2 separate regions of the Sus scrofa genome follow, and region 1 is linked to region 2. The links are chromatin contacts, called in public HiChIP or PLAC-seq maps. All regions are on one chromosome and are shown on one strand. Each heading gives the region's core, a stretch centred on a gene start, on an enhancer-like site or on the middle of the called end of the contact. The rest is flanking DNA. Distances are from core to core; before and after follow the strand shown. Region 1 holds the start of TMEM52 (transmembrane protein 52). Region 2 holds the start of CDK11B (cyclin-dependent kinase 11B).

The links. HiChIP or PLAC-seq counts read pairs in DNA pulled down with a chosen protein or histone mark.
Region 1: a contact with region 2 is called in an H3K27ac HiChIP or PLAC-seq map of skeletal muscle. The contact joins the promoter of TMEM52 here to the promoter of CDK11B in region 2. A contact is called at or near these places in 1 of 5 promoter capture datasets (fetal liver) and 1 of 2 datasets of contacts at active chromatin or transcription factors (skeletal muscle).

What each region holds. Positions count from the first base shown.
Region 1 is chr6:63,972,726-63,975,945 of Sscrofa11.1, reverse strand. TMEM52 (transmembrane protein 52) reads left to right here and starts at 1,634. Exons shown (of 5, transcript XM_021095198.1): 1 at 1,634-1,741; 2 at 1,828-1,871; 3 at 2,001-2,042; 4 at 2,738-2,865; 5 at 2,968-3,220. The coding sequence starts at 1,676. The coding sequence ends at 3,158.
Region 2 is chr6:63,818,152-63,821,347 of Sscrofa11.1, reverse strand. CDK11B (cyclin-dependent kinase 11B) reads left to right here and starts at 1,388. Exons shown (of 19, transcript XM_021097470.1): 1 at 1,388-1,507; 2 at 3,195-3,196. SLC35E2B (solute carrier family 35 member E2B) reads left to right here. Exons shown (of 10, transcript XM_021097474.1): 10 at 1-544.

The DNA.
Region 1 (3,220 bases), core at 385-2,884, 150 kb before region 2:
CCACCAAACAGTGACTTCGGCCTGGAAGATGAGGAGGCACCTCCTGAGCCCTGGGGGGGACAGCTGGCAGGGCCGAGTGCTGGGGGTGCGGGCTGGAGTTGAGACTGGCCCACACTGGGAGAGGCCCAGCGAGCAGGGGGAAGGGGGCGGCAAAGCCCCTTAGGCCTCCCTGTAAGTTCCAGGATCCCTGAGAACCCCAAGCCCGCCCAGGTTGGCACCTTTGCACCGCCCAGCACACCCACTTGCCAGCCCCAACCCCATGCCAGCCACCAGCAGAGCACTTTGAGCCTTCCCTGGCAGGAGAGGACAAGGTGTGTCTGGGCCTTTCCTGGGCTCGGGCTTCAGGGGCTTCAGGACATCGGCCTGGAGCCGCCTGCCATCATCCCCCTTCCTCAGGGCCCTCGGTGCCAGGAGGTCTATCACCCTCCTAACCTTGAGTCATGGACAGTGGCCACACAGAGCATTTTGCAGGGCTTGGCTAGTCCTTTCCTAACCCTCACCGGGGGCTCTCTCACCAGAGGAGAAGAGAGGGCAGGGTCCTGCAGCCCGGGCTGGGCCCCAGGAGGAAGTCCTGCCTGTGGCCCATGGCCCCTGCCTCCTCGGCAGGCAGGCCCGCAGGAGGGGCAGGCCGCTCTCCTCTAAACCCCAGCCTGGCAGTCCCTGGCGGTCTCAGAGTTTTCATCACTGTGGCCCAGGGGGGCAACCCCTGGTCTGGGAACTGAGATCTCACATCAAGCGACTGCACGTACATAGCCCCAAATAAATAAATAAAAATAACCCTGGCCTGGCTCTCCTGCTAGCGCACCCTGGTACTCCCTGGCCAAGGCCCTGCCATGCTGGCTGGACTTCTGCCCATCCTCCTCCGTCCCGCTCCTGAGCTGGGCTCCAAGGCAGGAGGAGGACGAAGGATGGCCAGGAGCCAAGCTCAGCTGGCCTAGCTGGAGCAGGGTGGGCAGAAGGGGCCCTGGGGGCCCTGGCACAGCCCAGAGGTGCAGGACAGCTTCAGGCAGAGACAGGAGCAGGTACCTGGCAGATCCAGGCATGAGAGTAGATCCAGGCATCTCCACTGGGGAGATGCAGGTAGAGACCCCTGAGAGCGCCAAGCAGACAGACACGCCGGGGTAGCTTCTCCCACGCCCCCAGAACAGGCAGACCACTCTGCACTTCCCTCAGCCCGACCACCAGGTGATGGAGAAAAGGGCAGAGGGCGGCGAGTGCCCCAGCGTCTTGACCTCTGTTAGCCTTCACCTGGAACCCTGGGGTGTGGGCCACGTGTGTTCTGTCCCCCAGCCCCCCCCAGCCCCACACCCCGTACAGACCCGGCCACAAATGTCCGAGGGGCGCCCCGGCCCACCTGGAACCCGATTACCGGATGCCAGGACAAAACTGCCCTCCTCCGCGTGGACCCAGGCTCCAGGGTAGGGCCGAGGCGCGGGGGATTTGGGGGCGGGGGAATCGGGCGTGTCCAGGAGGTAGAGCCCGAGTGGGAGGGGCCTCTAGGGGGCGCGGCTAACCTTGGGCAGAGGATTGGGGCGGGGCATCTGGGCAAAGCGACGCGGCCAGCCCTCCAATGGACGGGTCTCCCGAGGGCGGTGTCTTGCGCTGGGCGTGGCCTGGGGCGGGGCTCCTATAAAGCAGCGAGGCCGCCCGGTTCGCGTTCCCGTCGGCGCCGAGCATGTTCGCTGGGCCGCCGGCTTCCCGAGGGGTCCTGCTGCTGCCGCCGCTCCTGCCGCTGCCGCAGGTGGGTCGCCGGGCGCTCGACTAGGGCACCATGGGGCGGGTCTGCGCTTGGCGCGCCCCGGCCCGGACGCATCCCTGTCCCCACAGGTGGCGCTGAGCTTCGCGGAAGGCAGCTGCGACCCCTCGGACCAGTAAGTTGGGGGATTGGGGTGGAAGGAGGGAGCAGCGTTCCGGCCCCTCCCCGGGCGGGGGTGGGGAGGTTCGGGCCGGGCGGTCGGCCGGGCCCCGCCCCGCCTGCTCCAGGTGCTGCTGTCCCGCAGGTGCCCGCCCCAGGCCCGCTGGAGCAGCCTGTGGCACGTGGGGTAAGTGGAGGTCGCGGCGCACACCCAGGTGCGCGGGTTCACCCCGGGCCAAGCCCACCAGACCCCCACCCTGCCTGTCTCTGTCCCCATCCTGGGCCGCTGACGGGAAGGCAGTGGGGCCCTCGGCAGCCTCGCAGGTCCACCCCCCCACCCCCCGCCTTCCTCCCCCAGCATCAGGGGTGACCTCCGCTGTGGGTCCTCAGGACTGAAGACAACTCCCGCCTCCCCCACCCCCCATCCCCCACCCAGGGCCCTGGGCGAGCTTCCCTTCCTAACCTGCTGCCCAGCTCCCACTCCCTCATTCCCGGCCCCTGTGGGAGGCCCCTGTGAACACGGTCGTTAGTCTGGGCACAGTATTGTGCAGTCAGCCTGGGACAGGGTGTCCTGGGAGTGAGCCCAAGGCCACTTGTGGCCAGCCTGGAGAGACAGCCAGGGCCAGCCCAGCAGCAGGAGGCCAGGATGGGCCGGCTCCTCAGGCCCAGCTCTGGCCAGGAAGGAGGTCTCTGGCCTGCAGAGACAGTCCCTGGCTTTCTTTTATCCTGCGCATTGCCTTCTCTTGAGCGCCTGGGCTGTGACCCCCTGCCCCGGCCCCAGGAGTGGCCAGGGGTCAGTCCAGTGGTAGGGCCTTGCTCCTCCCTGCCCAGGCTCATCCTGCTCACTGTCCTTCTGCTGCTGCTGTGCGGGGTCACGGCCAGCTGCGTCCGGTTCTGCTGTCTCCGGAAGCGGGCGCACACCCAGCCACACCTGCCACCAGCCCCTCAGCCTTGCGACCTGACGGCCATCCGCTTGGACAGTGACAGCCCTGTGCACAGCACTGTGACTTGTGAGTGCCTGCAGACCTCCCCTGGTGGCCCTCCTGCCTGCAGGGGTGCTAGGGGGCTGGCGAGGGCCAGACCCAGCCACACACCGTTCTGGTTCCCTGCAGCCTACAGCTCCGTGCAGTACCCGCTGAGCACACGGCTGCCCCTGCCCTTTGGGGAGTCGGACCTCGACTTCTTGACCCCTCCTGCCTACAGCCCGCACGCCCCCGACCTGCCACCCTCCTACGATGAGGCCATCAGGATGGCCAAGACCAGACAGGAAGAGCCAGCCCCCTCCCTGGGGCCTCATGCCTAGAGACTCCTGCAGGCCCCAGGAACTGGACCATGGTGCCTGGCAACCCTGGCTGTAGCCCTGGT
Region 2 (3,196 bases), core at 139-2,638:
CATACCTAGATGTCCAAACTGAGGCGGAAACTGTTCTTATTAGCGAAGTCTTTGTGTGTTTTTCAGTTTCTATTTGAGGAAAACTGGCATTCCAACCCATGTGCTGTTTCTAGACTGCAGATGTACGAGTTGAGTCTGGACCTGCCAGGGTGTGTTGTGGGCGCCCTGCTGTGGAGGCCACAGTGAGGGTGACTCCCACACTGAGAAACTTGAAAATTGTACCAGTAATTGTCTGTATCAGAACCAAATTATATTTGCTTTATACCAAACAAAACTGTGGAGAACTAAAAGTACATTGTACAGGATGTCTGTGGTTTATATTTCACCTGTTTCAGTATTTATGTGATTAAATCAATTCTTTCCAGAAAGTAGTTGTTAAGTAACTCAAGTCACTGCAAATTCTGCCATAGTAATACCTCGATGCTCTGTAATTAATCCTGTGGATGCCTCCCGGCTATTTTTGTCTGAAGTAAGCCACTAAATTAAGCAACTATCTAAGGCTCTTGGTCTGCAAAAGTAAAATAAATGTTAAATGTGTACTTCTTTTCTTTGTGTAGTTCTCAAATGCTTGCCCTACTGAAATGAACAAGGGGGCTTCCTTACTGCCCTCACCCCTTTTCAGCATGAAAGGAGTGAAAAAAGTGAAGGTTTGTTCCCCTGTCTGCAGAAACTCAGGAAACCAAGCAAACACCCCCTCCCAGAGGGGAGAGAATTCAAGCCCACGAGCCCTTTTTGGGCCTGAATCCCTCGTCACAGTCTACATTGCCCGCGCCGAGACAGTGAATGTGAATGTTTGTTTTTCATTCCCTTTCTTGAGATCTGAGATCCAAAATGTCGAGCTACCATTTCTCCGTGACCACAAAAGTCTGCAGAGTAATGAGCTGGGCAAGAGGACGGCATTCTACGAGCTTCAGCTGGTCACAGGAGGAGCCTTGGGATCTCAGGGCTTTAAAAACCTTCTCAAGCCGATCTGAGTAAGAGGTCTGAGGACCCCCAGCCGCAGCCCAGCTTTAAAACACGTCCTTGCTCCGGCAGGCCTGCGGCACGTGGACGTTCCCCGCGGGGGTCCAACCGGCAGCCACACCGGCGACAACGCCGGGTCCTTAACCCGCTGCGTCACAGGGAAACTCCTCGCCCCGGTTTTGCGCGAGGTCGAGCAAGACTTCTGTCTCCATATCGGAAAACTCGGAGTCCGCTACAGCAGCACTCAGGGTCCTTCCCGAGCGCCGCGCTCGCCCAGGATCAGGGAGGGACGAGCCGCCGCAGCCGCGCCGGGCCGGGCCAGGGCCCGGGTGTCGTCACCGGTGGGCGTCGACGCGGGCCGTGACGCGCAGGCGCGCGCTGGGCACCCCGCTGGGTACCCCGCTGGGTCCTGAGCCGGCGGCGGGGGCCTGCCCTCCTACGTCATCATCCCCGCGCCGAAACAGGAAGTGACGACCATTCTGGCGCGCGCCGGGCGCTGTTTCTTCTCAGGCTCCGGGATCGGCGGCGGCGGCGGCGGCGGCGGGTGAGTGGCGGGGCGGGGCGGGCAGGGGGACTTGGCGCGACCAGCTCACCCGAGCTCTCGGGTCCCGGTGGGCCTGGGGCGCGTGACCGGGGCGGTCTACATGCCGCGCTTCCTCGTCCCATCGGGCCGCGGGCGGAACTCGGGGTTGAGGAGGCGGCGGGCCAAGACTCTCCCTGAGCCCACCCCTGCCGTGTCGAACCCCGGGTTAACGCGACTGAACCCCAGAAGCCAGGACCCCGCCGCCCGGTCTGCGAGCGCGCCTTTGGAGCCCCCCATCCCCAGCCTCCCCGTGTCCTGTAATGGGGCAGCAGCCGTCGAGTCGGCCAGAGGCTCGCGCAGCCCAGGTGGCCTGTTTTTGTTTTTGTTTTTGTTTTCACAATGAGTATAAAGCCACTTATTTTTAAATTAGCAATGAAAGTATCAAGTTTACTTTAAAAAAATACAAACGATAAAAAACCCTTCACTGGTTGTATTCCAAACTGTAAGCCCGGGGCCTCAATCTCAGGAGAGCAGAGGTCTGTGAGTAGAGCTTGTCTGCATTTTTCCTGGAGCCAGGCCCCTGTCGGACATCATAGCCATGTGCCAGAGGGGGATCCCCCTTGGCTCTTTCTGAATGCTGGGCAATGACTGGGGGCCAGGAGCTTTTGCAAAGGAAGCCCAGGGCCCCATTCTAGGAAGTGTTAAAGTCAAAGCTGAGATGCAAATCAGGGAGGTTGGCTGAGACTGGGAATCTAAGGGGCTCACCACTGGCTTAGCACAGTCACTACCCTAGAAAGTGCCCTGGCTGTTGTTTCTTCTGTGACAAGGGGGTGTGGGATGGGGATGGTGACAAAGAGTCTGCCAAACTCCTCATCCTGGGAGCAGGCAGAGCTGCTGAGTCCTTGGCCTTCCCCAGGTGACTCAGTCCTGGAGACAGGATACTCTAAAGGTCACAGGAATGATAGCAAATTGCTGTGGAATGTTCTCAGGACAAGCCGAGCCTGTGGGGAGACTATCAAGCTGGTCACACCTTCTGTCGGCTAAGCAGAAAAACCTAATAGGGGTTAGCTGAGTCCTCACCCCAACCCAGGTGGTCTAACAACAGTCTCCTGAGGGCAAAAACAGTGCATGGGGAAGGCCATGTGCTGAGCTGTAAGCTTCACCTGGATGGTCCTATTTCATCCCCAGATGATGCTGTCTTGCAGGTGGTTTTCTTACCATTTATCAAATGATAAACTGATGTGAAGTAACTGGCCCTAGACATACAGCTATGTGGCTATGAGAGAAAAATGACTGGAATCCAGGCAGTCATCCTCCACGGCCAATCACTTTTTTTTTTTTGCTTTTTATGGCCAAACCCGCTGCATATGGAAGTTCCCAGGCTAGGGGTCAACTGAAGCCGCAGCTGCCGGCCTACACCACAGCCACAGCAACGCAGGATCCGAGCCACGTCTGCGACCTACACCACAGTTCCTGGCGACACCAGATCCTTAACCCAGTGAGCAAGGCCAGGGCTCGAACCCGCTTCCTCATGGATACTAGTTGGATTCTTAACCCGCTGAGCCACAGCGGGAACTCTGTAGGGCCCATCACTCTTAGCGAACATGTGTACTGAGGGCTCAGAAGGCACGGGCACAAGTGTTCCGCTTCTCGTTGAACCACAGCTGGCTGTGTCCTGACACCAATTGAGTTCTTTTTCTTCCTGCAGTG